Regions from separate parts of the Sus scrofa genome. Here region 2 is linked to region 1. Evidence: chromatin contacts called from public Hi-C data. All regions are on one chromosome and are shown on one strand. The core of a region is the stretch at or near the end of the contact, and the rest is flanking DNA. Distances in the headings are between cores, read along the strand shown. Region 1 holds the start of CCT5 (chaperonin containing TCP1 subunit 5). Region 2 holds the start of FASTKD3 (FAST kinase domain-containing protein 3, mitochondrial).

Evidence for each region. Hi-C and Micro-C count contacts between places; a contact is called where the count stands out from the background.
Region 2: a Hi-C map of liver shows a contact between it and region 1, with 6 times the contacts expected there. The contact joins the promoter of FASTKD3 here to the promoter of CCT5 in region 1. A contact is called at or near these places in 2 of 5 promoter capture datasets (fetal liver and liver) and 2 of 47 Hi-C or Micro-C datasets (epiblast stem cells and liver).

Annotation. Positions count from the first base shown.
Region 1 is chr16:72,220,450-72,228,052 of Sscrofa11.1, reverse strand. CCT5 (chaperonin containing TCP1 subunit 5) reads left to right here and starts at 4,863. Exons shown (of 11, transcript NM_001278779.1): 1 at 4,863-5,103. The coding sequence starts at 4,999. FAM173B (protein FAM173B) reads right to left here and starts at 4,561. Exons shown (of 5, transcript XM_021076853.1): 1 at 4,531-4,561.
Region 2 is chr16:74,265,918-74,273,520 of Sscrofa11.1, reverse strand. It overlaps FASTKD3 (FAST kinase domain-containing protein 3, mitochondrial), which reads right to left and starts at 2,603. Exons shown (of 8, transcript XM_003134149.4): 1 at 2,500-2,603; 2 at 154-1,621. The coding sequence starts at 1,591. It overlaps MTRR (methionine synthase reductase), which reads left to right and starts at 2,693. Exons shown (of 14, transcript XM_021076617.1): 1 at 2,693-2,777; 2 at 4,840-5,003; 3 at 6,959-7,098. The coding sequence starts at 4,875.

The DNA of each region.
Region 1 (7,603 bases), core at 3,614-6,113:
ACCAAAAAAAAAAAAAAAAAATTGGTCAGGCATTAATAATCACGGTTGCCTAAATCCAATCCTGAAGTTATAGAGGAGATAAAATTTAGGTTTTACTAAATATCTTAAATAGGTATGGCAATAAGGAGATTTTTAAAGCAGATCCACAAAAAACAAAAAATAATCATTTCAGAGATGGACTGGGAGTTTGGAGTTAGTAGATGCAAACTATTACATTTAGAATGGAAAAGCAATGAGGTCCTACTGTACAGCACTATTCAGTCTCCTGGGATAGACTATGATGGAAAATAATATAAGAAAAGGAAAGTGTGTGTTTGTGTGTGTGTGTGTGTGTTGATTGGGTCACTTTGCTATACAGCAGAAATTGGCACAACATTGTAAATCGACTATAATAAAAAAAATTCAAGGCTCAGTTTCCTCACTTGTAAGATTTTAAAATAATACTATCCTCTGAGGGTTACTGGGACAGTTAAATAAACAGTGCATATAAAGCCCTTGGCACAACCTGACAGAGTAAGTGATGACTATCAGGCACTATTATTAGCCTCAATACTATCAAGGGCAGAGAAAACCGTAACTCAAAAAGATACATGCACCCCAATGTTCACAGCCGAACCATTTACAATAACCAAGACATGGAAGCAACTTAAATGTCCATCAACAGGCGAATGAATAAAGAAGATGTGGTACATAGATATAATGGAATATTACTCGGCCATAAAAAAGAATGAAATGCTATTTGCAGCAACATAGATGGACCTAGAAATTATCATATAGAGTGAAGTAAGTCATATAGAGAAAGACAAATATCATATATCACTTATATGTCGAACCTAATAAAAGTGACACAATTTATTTATAAAACAGAAACAAACCCACAAATTTCAAAACCAAGCCTATGGTTACCATAGGGGAAACTGCTGGGGGAGGGAAGAATTGGGAGGGTGGGAATAACATACACACACATTGTGTAAAAATAGATGATTAAGGAGAACCTACTTTACAGCAGAGGGAAATCTACTTGATAGTTTGTAATAACCAATGTGGGGGGAAAAATGAATATATTTATATGCATGACTGATTCACTTTGCTGTAAACCTGAAACTAACACAACACGGTAAGTTAACTATACCCCAATAAAATTAAATTTAAAATAGATCCAACAACCATTTTAAAGGAAAAAAAATACTATCATGTGGAGTGGTGGGGCTCATTACTTTTTAACAGCTTTACTGAGATGTAATTCATATAATTTGCCCATTTAGTGCATACAATTCAAAGGGTTTTTTAGTATATTCACAGATATGTGTAACCATCACCACAGTTAAGTTTAGACCTTTTTATTTCCAGAAGAACCCTTTCAGCCAGGACCCCTGAAACTCCCCCTCATCCTCAAGCCCGAAGCAACCACCAATCTGCTTTCTGTCTCTAATGAAAACTCTCATGAATGAAACCATAGAGTATGCGGGGTTTTGAGTGACTTCTTTCACCCAGCATAACGTTCTTAAGAGTCCTCCATCCTCTACCATGTATCAGTACTTTATTCCTTCTCATGGCTGAGTAATATTCCACAGTATTCCTTCTCATGGCTGAGTGATACTCCACAGTATTCCTTCTCATGGCTGAGTGATATTCCACAGTATTCCTTCTCATGGCTGAGTGATATTCCAGTGTGGACAGCCCACATTCTGTTTATCCACTTGTGGATGGACTGTCTCCAGTCAGCAAAGCCAACAGACAGGTGATTAGACAAACACGAGTCAGATGACCCAAACTCTCTCACCTGTGCAGACACAACTTAACCAGCCAAAATGTAACAAAGTGCTACGGGTCTTCAGAGCCCCCCAGTTAGCCTGCGTGTGTGATGGGGTCCAGTTGAGACAGTTACAAAGCAGGCTGTGAGAAAGGCCTAACATGTACAAAGCACTGTGGGAATAGGAGAGGAGGTAGAGGAAGATGTAACCCAATGATGGAAGTGGGAAGGTGCTGGCAGACACAGAATTTGAGCTGGGCCTGAGGGGACAGGTCCCCCCTGCTGTCCAAAAGCAGAGCATTTCCATGAAACCTTTCCTAAGCTGAATGGCATAAAGCTAAGAAGCAACGACCTCAGGGCACATCTTGCTAATGGGTGTACAGCAAGAACAGAGATGAAGCCCCATTCAACACTGGGGCAGCTGTGGCTGGATGCTGAGTGGCTCCTGGGGAAGGGGCTTGGCAGGGCCCCTCTAGCTGCTGGGGTGCCCACTGCCTCTGGGACAGCTGACAGCAACACGTAACACCAAATGCTACTTTCCTTTTCTTCCTTTGGTCATAAAAATGAAAAATCTCTTTGGGGGGAGTTCCCATTGTGGCGCAGTGGTTAATGAATCCAACTAGGAACCACGAGTTTTCGGGTTCCATCACTGCCCTTGCTCAGTGGGTTAACGATCCGACGTTGCCGTGAGCTGTGGTGTAGGTTGCTGACGCGGCTCGGATCCCACGTTGCTGTGGCTCTGGAGTAGGCTGGCAGCTACAGCTCCGATTGGACCCCTAGCCTGGGAACCTCCATATGCCGCGGGAGCAGCCCAAGAAATAGCAAAAAGACAAAAATAAATAAATAAATAAAGTCACTAGGAAGAATCTGTACATAGTTAAAAAAAAAAAAAAAAAAAGGAAAGAAAAATCCTCTTTGGATTTCTTTCAGTTTGGGAAAATAAGTACTAAAAAAGGTCATTTGTAAAAGCAAAGTGGTATAAAGTGAACTTTCAAAAAGCAGGAGACTGAGTTCCTGTTGTGGCTCAGCCTGTTAAGGACCCAACATTGTCTCTGTGAGGATGTGGGTTTGATCCCTGGCCTCAGCCAGAGGGTTAAGGATCCAGCGTTGCCGTGAGCTGTAGTGCAGGTCACAGGTGTGGCTCAGATCAGGTGTTGCCTTGAGCAGCTGCAGCTCCAATTCAACCCTAGCCTGGGAACTTCCATAAGCATCAGGTGTGGCCCTAAAAAGAAAAAAAAAAAAAAAAAAAAAAACATACCATCTCCATCCGACATGTCCTTTTGAAGGCGGCAGCATTCCTTTAAAAGAAAGCCATGGGACCACCAGCTGTTCCTGCTAAGCCCAGGAACAAGTCCATCCTTGTAAGTAAAAGACCCAAAGAAGTGAACTTCCGCTGTCTACAGGCTTGCCTGGTTACTGACTTCTGGTAGTGACAGAAAAATCTCAATTTTCAGTGACAGATGTGGGCCAGCTAAAGCTAGAGGCAGCAACATAAGCCCACAAAGGTTTAGGAGTCTTTATCCAAGTTTGAGCCAAAGGAAAAAGGCCAGGAAGAAACAAGAGGCCTATTTGGAATTGTGACCTGCCACACGAATTTACACTGGGGGTTTATAATTGAACGTCATAGTATCTTCGAGCTGTTCATTGTGTACTTGCTTATACACAGAATACATTAACAGGAAAACCCTTTTTTCCCCATGCTTTAAAGAAAAACTGCACAGCGGGCATCATTACACATTTCCTACACTTCATAACTATCTAATGAGCCAAATGGATTACAGGATTTGTTATTCTGAATAAGGAAACACTGAACTGGCCAAGCTAAAGTGAATTGAGATGTGGCTCCAAAAGCCAAAATGGCCTTGGAGCATCACTGTAAGCTACAGAGTAAGTGGGCCAGGTATCAGGAGGGGTTAAATGATCAACCACCTGGTGACAAAGTCAATTCCTCACTTTCAGGCCACAGGTTAAATGTTATAATCCATGCATCCATTTCCACATTTGAGTATCCAATAAAAGCTAGGAATAATACGAGTCAAGTCCCACTCTATGTCAGATGGAGGTCAGGGAGGCACGAAACCCACAACAAATAAATCTAAACCCAGAAAACATTACGTCGTGATTTGTGCTCCAAAGAAAAAGCAACAGAGGATCTGGTACTTTTTAGACAAGTTGCTAAGAGAGATCTTTCGGAGGCACCATAACGTAGGGCTTCAGAGTGGGACTCAGATCAAGACTGGGCAATTTTGCTTCTTCCTAGCTAACTTTGGGCAAGTTACTGGAGTATTTGTGCAAAACAGCTATCTCTTTAACAAACACTTGAACAGAGCTTGTTAAGGGCCAGGCACTGTTTCCCCTGAATCCGTAGAGCAGCGGTAAAGAGAGAAGCTATTGCTACCACTGCCATTTTTGCAGACAAATCACCTTCCCAAAGACACAGCTGGTAAGCGGCAGAGCTGTGACCCCCACCCCGACAGTGTGAGTCCAGTACACATCGTATAAGACCGCGCCGAACTAAGGGACTTATTCGCCTCCAAACGCTAGGAACCGGTCCCGGCGGCCAGATCCCAGTACCAGCGCACGCGCCCGAGGCGCGCACAAGCCCTGAGCCCCAAACGCCAGGCCTCGAGCCGAGGCAGCGGCCCGCGACTTCCCGCCCCCCTGCGCCGACACGGACCCGCTGCACCACAGACTCAACAGACGACTACGAGCCCTACGCCGCGCCCGCACCCAGGACCGCGGCCCAAACTACGCGCCGCGCGCGGGGCTGACCTCACCTCTTCCTCCCTCCATCGCGAGATTTCCAGCAGGTTTAAAAAAAAAAAAAAAAAAAAAAAAAAAAAGCGGACTCTACCATCTTCGCGAAGCCAGGGTGGGAAGGAGGGAGAAAACAATGCTCTGAGTCAATGATCTCATCGTTGGGAGCACTATCGAGAAACATCAGATTTTACAGATTTAATAAGTGTCTAAATCCTATCTACTACCGGCTTGTGGGTTCTAAAGTTCGCGTTCGTGTCTTCAAACTGTCCCCCCCACAGCTTCCCGGATGATAGAAGTTGCCGAAGGCCGCTGATTCCAGAAGGTACTGTCTGGCGTTAAACTAGTCTCAGGTGAGAAATAAGTCTCGAGCGGCCTGTGCTGCGCACGCGCGAGCTCTTGGCGCCCTCCCGCGAGAGGAAAGTACTCTCTCGGTTCCGGAGTGGACACCGCCGGTTGCGGGAGAGAACTCCTGCTGCTGCCGCACCATGGCGTCCGTGGGGACCCTCGCCTTCGACGAATATGGCCGCCCTTTTCTCATCATCAAAGATCAAGACCGCAAGTCTCGTCTTATGGGACTCGAGGCCCTCAAGGTAACGGGACTGGGACGCCCTGGATGAGCGGAGGACCCCGAACCCCTGGCTCCGCGCGTGCGCACATTTAAGAGCCGTTCTGCCATGTGCTCTCGGGGAAGGTCGGGGAGCCCCTCTTTGGTCTCCAGTGCTGCACCCAACGCCTTGGGCCTGGGAAAGACCAACATAGAGGCCTTTAGTCCCAGTTTGAGGGTTTGGGTGTCCCTCAAGCGCTCTCCAGAGCTGGGTGGGGCAGCCTCAATTCACAGGCGGAGAACGCGCGTCCCCGCTGGCTTCTCCAGCGTGCTGTCGTTCCGACGGCGCATGTATCAGTAAGCTGCAGAGGAGGTATTTCTCGGGTCCCCTGGCAGATTAGGACCCTGCTTCTTTACCTTCAGTCGGTATACCTGCGACAGCCCCAAAGGAAAAGAGGTTCATACTCTTCGTTGCTTCCTTAAAGGCTTAGTCATTGACAGCGCATTTCATTTTTGAGTCCTTCTATGCACGGCGTAATCCTGGATGTGGTATTATAAAAACTGAAAACGTACACCTTTAAGGAAGAAAATACTACTACAAGAGTGAAAGTGGGAGTTCCCGTCGTGGCTCAGTGGGTTAACGATCCGGCGTTGCCGTGAGCTGTGGTGTAGGTTGCAGACACAGCTCAGATCCTACGTTGCTGTGGCTCTGGCGTAGGCCGGTGGCTACAGCTCCGATTCGACCCCTAGCCTGGGAACCTCCATATGCCGTGGGAGCGGCCCAAGAAATGGCAAAAAGACCAAAAAAAAAAAAAAAAGAGTGAAAAGTGGTCGCCAATAACTATGACATAAGGCAGTGTGTGACCAGAACCACGGGATATGGGAGGCAGTGCAGGAAAAAGCTGGAGGGGATCCTTCAGACGGTCAATGGAGGGGTTTTGAGCAGAATCACAAGTAGAACTATGCCAGAGGAAGTAGGCTTTGAGATAGACCATGTCGCCAGGCCTGAGGTGTCCCTGTTTGCTTAGTGTCTTGGGGTTTTATTTAAGAAGCAGTGCAGTTCTTTCTCCCCTGAACTGTTTGACCTAAAACAAGTTAACACCACCTCTCTGAACCTCCTTTCCCAGCAGGGGCAGCACACCTCTTTCCGGCTTGGGAGGGAAATTAAATGGGGTAACTTATCCAATCTTTGACCCATGGTAGGTAGGCGAGCCACTTGTGTTACATATTTAATTCCATTTTTCACTGAAAGGACCATTAGAGAAAGTGCCACTCAATGCATGCACCCCAAAAACAGAAGCTACAGGTGATTTTGTGTCAGCCACATCTCATGTAATTCTCACACTCTGAGACAGGTATTATTTTATATAATTGGAAACTTGGCCCCAGAGCAGGTAGATGATTGCTTGCGGTCCCAGCGCTGGTAAAGATCAGGTTCCATGGTTCACGCCCAGCTCTGTCTGATTCTGCGGTCAGTGGTCTGAGGCCTACGTCTCAGCCTTGGCACTATTGATATTTGGGGCTGGATCATTCTTTGTTGTGGCATCTGTCCTGTTCTGATGTTTAGCAGCATCCCTGGCCTCTACCCCCTATGGTCCCCTTCCTAATTGTGACAACCAAAGATGTCCCCAGACATTGCCTGGAGGTCTCCTCAGGGGCGAATCACCCCTGATTAAGAACCACGTCCCCATGTTAGTATCCTTTAGAAATTCCGTTGTACAGACATCAGAGTGTATTTTAATGGCTGCCAGTATCTCTGCAAACCTAGTGAACTTTGTGTCTTTTGTTACCTGCTAAATGGGGTGGCACGGGAAGCCTTCACAGAACACGTGCTCTTGAACTGCTTAGGAAGTTGTCAGGATCTTGGGGTGGAGGGCCTTCTGTGCATCAGTGCTTCGGGGATCAGGCCATATTGGGGGAACAGACTGTCCTCAGTGAAAGGAAGCCAGGCTCCGACTGGACGGCTTTGAACAAAGAGGCTTGAGGTACTGGGGAGCTATTTTAGGTCTGGGGATTGATAAGCAACATGTTTGAGAAGAATGGATGGCTCAGCTGGCCGGAGGGTGACTGAAGGATGGCATAAGAGACCCTGGGCATTTGTAAGGTGCTGTGGATCTGGGCTAATGATGTTGGTGACAGCAAGAATAGAGAGGGGACGTCCTATTATGGCTCAGTGGTTAATGAACCCATCTAGCATCCATGAGGACGCGGGTTCAATCCCTGGCCTCACTCATTGGGTTGAGGATCCGGCATTGCCATGAGCTGTGGTGTAGATCACAGATGCAGCTCGGATCCCACGTTGCTGTGGCTGTGGTGTAGGCCTGCGGCTACAGCTCCCATTGGACCCGTAGGCTGGGAACTTCATATGCTGCAGGTGCGGCCCTAAGATGACAAAAGACAAAAAAAAAGAAGAAGAATAGGGAGACAGGAAAGCAGACATTCAGAGGGAAAATGAGTGTAATTGTGCAGAAGGAGGAAAGGATGCATTCGGGCTCCCGTTATTTCCAGCATTGACCCCCTCGGCGGGTGACTCTTGGTTGTGGATT
Region 2 (7,603 bases), core at 1,354-3,853, 2.0 Mb before region 1:
ATCTACAACTTCAGATTTCTTTAGATCAGTTATGGGATAAAAGAACAAAGGCAAAGCATAATTGCTCGATAAAAAAGGCACAGAGGTGACTTGAAAACATCACAAAAGTTCAGATGTTACGTTTTCTATTCTCAGAAGTTAGAACCAACTCACCTTGCAGCTGCTGAAGAAAATACGGGCTGAAGAGTTTGGCCATAAAGTTGACGGGGTGGCATTCAATAAGCGAACAGGAATGGAGAAGTTTCAATAGTGCTTTGGGTGGAAAAAAATTGAAATGAGTGAACAGTATGTTTTCGAGCTTCCTAAATAAAGCAGAGGCATTTGGTGGCAAATAATTGAGTTTTCCAAATGGCTCAAGTAACTCAGAAATCTGGCGAGGTGAAAATTTTTCTGATTGGCACACGAACATTTCTGCCACGGCATTGAGGATGGGTTTGGAAAGAATCAGCTTTCTGCTGCAGTACTCCATGACTTTGCTGACAACCTCGGGATCCAAAGTGAGACGGAGTGAGGTGACATGTTGCTCCAGGGCTTCGATAAAAAACCTGTCATTGTGCCCAAAGTGGATGAACGCGCCTAAGACTCTGCCAAGCTCTTCGTTGGTGAAATGCGGGATGTGCCTCACAGCATATTTACCCAATTTTATAACCAGAGGCAGTGCCTGAGTTTGATCCAGAACCACCAGGGCGGTGAGCATTTGGCTCATCGATTTAGGATTCAGCTTGGGAACTAATGACAGAGAAAAGTTATTTATCTTATTTAAAAACCTTTGGTGTTGGTCCACTTTTTCGGGACACGCCTGCAGTATCCTGTAAAGGGACAGGATATCCTCGGGGGGAAATTTTTCCACATTTTCTCCCTGCAGTTGACACAGAATCAGTTCTAGTGTTGAACAGCCTGGACCTTGCAGTTTAATCAGACTCTCCCCGAGAATACAAAGACTGTGAATGTCCAGACGGCCCCCTTCCAGACGGTGCTGGCACTCTGCCAGCAGGTTCAGCAACAAACTACTTTGAGGCTCCGCCTGCAGAGGAGTCAGGGCTTGCAAAGCAGTCACCAAACCCGCGTTTGACAGATTTGAGGGGTCCCGTCCAACCTGATCACACAAAGCTTGAAAGACACTATTCTCCAGGATTTCCTTGGGCAGCCAATGAGCACCGTCTTTCTTTTCCACTTCACAAATCCGGTGTAAGGCTTCTGCTGCCACAGTCTCAGGTAAAGCCGGCAGTGTGCTTATAAAACGCAGGACTTCTCCTGATGAACCAAGGTTGTTTAGTCTCCTGCAACACATCTCTTCGTCCACATTTTTCACGGTTTGTTCGAACCTGTCCCAATCGTGTACTTGAGAGAACACTGGCTCGCCAACGGGATGAAGGTCATTTCCATTTTCCGAATGGAACTTTTTACAGTGGGCATGATGGAACCTGACCCTGGCGGGCCCGGGCTGCAGTGAACAGAACCACAGACACAGATGCTCCTGGACTATCTTGTGAACGTGATTTACACGTGGATTTTTCAGAGCAGCCAGAGCTCCATGTATTCGAAAATCAGATAAATGACAAAGGTTTCTCCGCAAGGTAATTAAGGCCATGCCATTAGATCAACACCTCTCGATCTGTCACTATGTTAAAGAACAGAAAACATGGTCAAACATATGAGAACACGGTTCACTCAACATCGGTGTTTATGAAACTACGGATGAGAACCCCATAGGAGTGATTCCCCCTAAACATTTCCCTCTCCAACATTAAGTACCAGAAGAGCAGGCGCCTGGATCTAGTTACAAAAATCGCTATCATTTGCCAGGCAGTGCTATGCTGAAGTCTCCCAACAACACAGCGGATTAAGTCCTTTTATGTCATTTTAGAAACGAGCCCGCTGAAGCGCAAAGATGTCATGTCGTCAAATTGAAACTGCTAGTAAGTGGCAGAGCCAGGCTTCAAACTCAGGCAGTCTGGATGCTAAGCGCGCCTCGGAAGTGTCGGCTGATGGGAGGACTGGCGCTTGGTTCAACTCCCTCAAAAAAGGACCATTAATTCGGATCGGTCAAAGCAAAGGTGAAAAACGCGCTTAAAGGGCCCCGAGGTGTTGGTTTCCCTTCAGCCGTCAGGATTTGGCTGGGACTGAGAAACAAGAAGTTCTAACTCGGCAAATGGGGGCAAAGAAAGAATTTGAAAAGCAAAATGTTAGTCAATAAAGGGGGAAGGTGGTTCGCCGGTGCGCACCTGAACGCCCCGCGCTGCGAGCTGGGACCACAGGCGTGCGGGACAAGGGGGGACCGGGCGCCCGGGGGCTGGCGTCCACCTCGGAGTGAAAGGACGCGATGGGCCGGGCGTCCCTGAACCTGGTGCTCCAGGAAACCTGCGCTCAAGCACCGGGAGGGCGGCTACGGCGTCCGCGGAGCTGGGCGAACAAGGGCGGCGTGCGCGGCTGGGCGGAGCCGCGGACGACGCACGCCCGGCGCGGCCATCAGAGCCCAAAGCCGGGATGGGCACCTACCGGACTCAGCGCGCCGGGGGTCCTAGCAGCCCTGGAGGCGCCAGAACCTCGTGGGCCTCCGTACGCGCGCACCGCGGCGGGGGCTCTCAGCAGCCGGGCGCATGCGCAAGGTCCGGAGGCCGCCCCACGTCCGGCGCGCCGTGATTGGCCCAGCTCCTCTCGCGAGCCTCCTATTGGTCTCGGGAGCCGAGTACGCACGCCGCGACCGTGTGCGCAGGCGCGGGAGCCGGGCTCGCAGTACCTACGCCTTCCCCAGCGTCCGGGCCGGACGCGCGCAGGTGAGTATGGGGCAGCTGTCGCTTCTCCGTCTGGGCACATGCCCGGCACGGACCCGAGGGAGGGAGCTGAGGGTGGGGGAGGACACTGGCCTCCGCGCCCTCCGGGCAACGCGGCCGGAGGGCGGGCTGAACCTGGGTCTTGGTCCTAAAAGCTATTCGCGGCCTCTCGGACGGAGTCCTGGGCGGCGTTTGCGCGAGCGGAGCCAGTCCCGAAGGTGGCTTTGAGCCCCTTCTCCGTCGGCGTTTTGGTTCTGAACACTGTACTAGACGAGGGTAAAGGGCACATCGGAGCGCGGGGTCAGGTGCGGAGACCGGGACGGGGCGCCTGAGACTCAGGGATGCCGGGAACGCGGCCCCTCGTGTTCCGCTCTTTCTTCGCGTGACGGTGCCCTGCCGGTGCGGGGAACTGAAGAACCTAAGCCTGGGCCCTGTTAACATCCCACAGCTCCGGACACAGGCCTGGGCCTTGTTGACATTGCGCAGGGCCGGTGTAAAGCAATCAGCCCGGTGCCCAAGTCTCCGGCCGCAGCTCCCTTTCCTAGAAGAACGAAGTTAGCTGCTAAGGGGGACTGAGATGCTGCAAGGTTACCCATCTAATTGCCTTTCTGGCACCGACATAAGCTGCCTGCTTTAAGTTAGACGATATGAACCTTACTTAACAAATCATTATTGTTAACTTAAACACTCTCACTAGTTAAGGTTTGAAGTATTTTAACTGTCCCTTTGTTTTTACACCCCTGTTTATGCATGCGCACCCCTTCCCAACCTGAATGTAAGTTTGTCTTTATAAACACGGTCCGTTTCTTTGTTCGGGGCTTCACACTCAAGCCGCTTTTAGGCAGTGTGGCCTGTAATAAAGACTCCTAATTTGTTTCTTCTCGGTTGGAGTGGTCTCTGTTCTTTCTTGGTGCAGCAAAACCACCTCTGAGGAACGTGGGCTGGAGGACCTTCTCGCCAAGGTACCAAGGGGTTCGTGCTTTGAAGCCCTCAGGCCTGTGTGTGTCTCCTGGGACGCCCTCCCGGACCTTGGTTGTAACAGCTGTTTTCCATCACTGCGCTTTTACAGTCAGCTCCAAGTGCGTGGTGTCTTCCTGCGATTCCCTTATCCTGTCATCTTGCTGACCACTAGAGCGCCCGCTCTGTCCAGGCGCTGTTCTGTTCCGTAGGCTAGTCCATGATTTTTAGCATTGCGATTTAATACTGTTCTTTTGCCCTTTCATTTCTTCGTGGCCAAATTGCCCTTAGATTTAATTGGCCAGAGGAACAACAACAACAAAAGTATTGTGGTTCATTTACCAAAAGCCAAAATTTTGGTTTGGGTGTCCGTTTAAATTTGTCCCCTAACGTGAGAGTCTCCCAGGTTTTGACACTGGACGGGCCTGGGGAAAAGTCTTTGAATGTCCTTTATTTTATCCCCCATTACTTGTTCCGGAAAAGCACACATACTGGTAAAAGGCTAGAGTGGATTTGGAATATTTTTCACTCGGTATAGACATGTATAAGTATTTATGCACATGCACTCACATATATATGACATTGAATTAAATAAGAAAACAGGGTCTGTGCTTTGAGAACTATGATTTGTTTGTTGGGATTAAGTAGGAATCAATTTTAATGAGGTTTTTACAGTTTTTATGAATTTTTAACTTTGCTTTTTTTAAAGAGAACAGAGATGTCTGAGATTTATTGAGCACTGCTATGTCTCAGTCGTTGTTCAGGGGCTTTGTGTCTGTCTGTCTTTGTCATTGTCCCCACTCTAAGGGTGAGGCAGCAGAGACTGATCAGTTGAGAGCTTGACGGGACTTCTGCTCTTGTGAGTGATCTGGCCCCAGAATCTGATTTCTGAGCCCTGGAATTACAGCTTCATTCCCTGTATTCTCTTGGGTTTGATGAGTTCTCTCTTTTAGCCTTTTGGAATTAATGCTGACAAACAGATTCTGGAAAGTCTCTGCTTCATTTTACGCCTAGATATTGTTGAAATCTTTTTCTAAATAAGAGAATTAAGAGCTGCAGGTTGTTGTACTTTGTTAAAAGAAAGTCCTTCTCCCCCTTTGTGTTCCAGTGTAACTGTCGCAGTGTAGCATATGCACAGAGGCGATGAGGAGGTTTTTGTTACTCTATGCTACACAGCAAGGACAGGCAAAGGCCATAGCAGAAGAAATATGTGAAAAAGCAGATGCACATGGTTTTTCTGCAGACCTCCACTGTATCAGTGAGTCGGACAAGGTAAGTTGTGGTTTTTTAATAATTTCATTCATTTATTTTTGCTTCTATAGCTGCACCTGTGACGTGTGGAAGTTCCGGGGTTAGGGGTTGAGTGGGAGCTGCAGCTACCAGCCTACGTCACAGCCCATGCAACACCACCAGATCCACGCTGCATCTGTGACCTCCACCGCACCTTGCAACAGTGCCAGTCCTTCACCCGCTTGAGTGAGGCCAGAGATCGAACCTGCATCCTCACAGGTACTGTGTTGGGTTCTTAACCCACTGAGCCACAGTGGGAACTCCATGGGTCAGGTAAGTCACGATTTTTACCATCATGTACTTTTTAAGAATTTTGGTTACGAGCAAAATGGGACCTAAATGCCACCATGATCCATTTTTAACGCTCAAAAATTTGCTTTATCACCTTAATGTAAGATTCCTGAACTTTTTTCTTTTTAATGTAAGTGGTTTTTTGAATTGGGCTACACAGTCTTTAAAACTGTGATAAGTAACTCTTCTCGACTAAATGAAAGTTAGAGTATTTGCCTTGTTTCTCTCCTGGGTTCCTGAGAACTAACGAGGTGTGTGTGTTCACTGGGCCACGTGTCCTTTCCACTCGTGAATCTCAGTACTGTTTGTATTTCCCCAAAAAGAAGACCTGGCCATCCATGCCAGAGTCCCTCCAGGTGGGAACCACCGGATTCTTTCATGATGCACAACGGAAGGTGGAGACGAGAGGACCCGGGGCTGCTTTGCTTTTCTTCCGTTCCGAAGCTCCCCCCGTAGGACAGGGAGATGCTGACAGATCTGTGTTGCTTTTTCAGTCTGATCGCGACCCTCCCATTCACACTTTGATACATCTCAGGCCCTAGGAATGAGCAGGGGCTCTTTTGTCAGGCCACACGGTGCTCTGTGAGCCAGAGACGTTGAATTCAGCCCAGGAGTCAAAACCCCACCCTGCCGTACCCTTTGCCCAGGTTCACAACCTCCTCTGGCCTCTAGTGCATTTCTAGGTCTAAAGGCCAGCCTGCCAGCAGCAGAGGTGAATTATGAACTCAGCTCAGCAGGGCCAGGGTGACTCCAGATTAGTCACTCACCAGCAGGAGGGTCCTGGAGGACCCCACCCCTTGCAGGCCCCGTGATTCTACTTTCAAAGTAAATCTACGTTGCGGGAGCTGCAGGCGCTACAGACTGAATCTGTCACTACAAACAGAAACAAAGTCATCAGCATCATATGACTAGCCCTGGTTTGGCCCAGTGACGTCACCTCACCAGTGACCCCCGTGGGCTCAGCAGCTATTTGAAAGTTAAGTGAATAGTGAGTGTTTCTAATACAGTGTTAGTTGTGCTCTTTGCTCTCTGCAGTTGAATGATTTCTCCAGTTGCTTTTGATGCAGGTTCAAACTGATAGCTCTCTGCTCCCTAGATGCTAGTCTTTTTCAAGGTAAAGTTAACAAACTGTATAGAGTTACGTTGTGTCCTGTAAGCGCTGAATCAATTGTCTGGTAAAACATTAGCTCAGATCTTTTACATGTTAGGTCAGCATGAAAAACAGTGCAATCCTTGGAGCCAAATTAGGTAACATTCATGCTGTGTAGAGGTCATGGAGTCATTATAAATACAGATAGTGTAATTTGCCTGAGTATTTAAATTTAGGTGAGAATCAGAATAAAGAAACTGGAATCTGTCAGACTTGGAAACGCTGGTGACCTCAGTTCCCTGTTGACGGTGTTCTGGGCTCTCTGGACCCTGAGGGTGTCAGCGGCCTTCCTGAGAGCCAGGCTTCCTGGTTCCGGGGGGCAGGGGTGGGGGGGTGGTAACGCTGTTACTTGGCCAGCTGTGCGGTGTTCTGTGTACTTTTCTGCCGTCCTGCGATATAGACGGCAAGTGGAAGATTAAGTGGGTCGCCTCGTGGATGTGTTAAGTCGGAAGGAACACACAGCGCTAGAGCCCTGACTGGCACCCTTGTCTCTTAGTACGATCTGAGGACGGAAGCGGCGCCTCTTGTGGTGGTGGTTTCCACCACGGGCAACGGAGACCCACCCGACACAGCCCGCAAGTTCGTTAAAGCCATACAGGACAAGACGCTGCCTGGCGACCTCCTTGCTCACCTGCGGTATGGATTGCTAGGTGTGGACTGTGTTCTGTGCTCTTACTGTAAGCTCCCTGCTGGCTTTCACGCTAATATCCAAATGTGTCTTTCAGAGACCTGGGATATCATCGTATGCGTTTTGTCCTCGGGGGGTTTTATGTAAGGGTTTTTACCTCTGTATCACAGTTGGTTGTAAATACGCACTGTTGCCCAGTCTGCGCCCACAGCAGCTCTCTGCAGAGCCCCCGAGTAGCATTCTTAACCCCAGGCGAGCCCCCCATTCAGCCAGAAAACATTTTCACCACGTTAGTGGCTGGGCCTTCCCCCAAACTGCTAAAACGGAATTCCTGAAGGAGCAACCCTGCATGCTGTGTTATTGTGGGTTGTTTGGTTTGTTTGTTTGTTTGTTTTTAAGCTCCCAGGTGGATCCCATGGCTTCCTTAGGCCAGGAACCAGTTCCCAGGATGGTGGTTCTCAGGCCAGGCCACCATGGGGATCAGCTGGGGGAGTTTTTCTTCTCGTTCCTTTA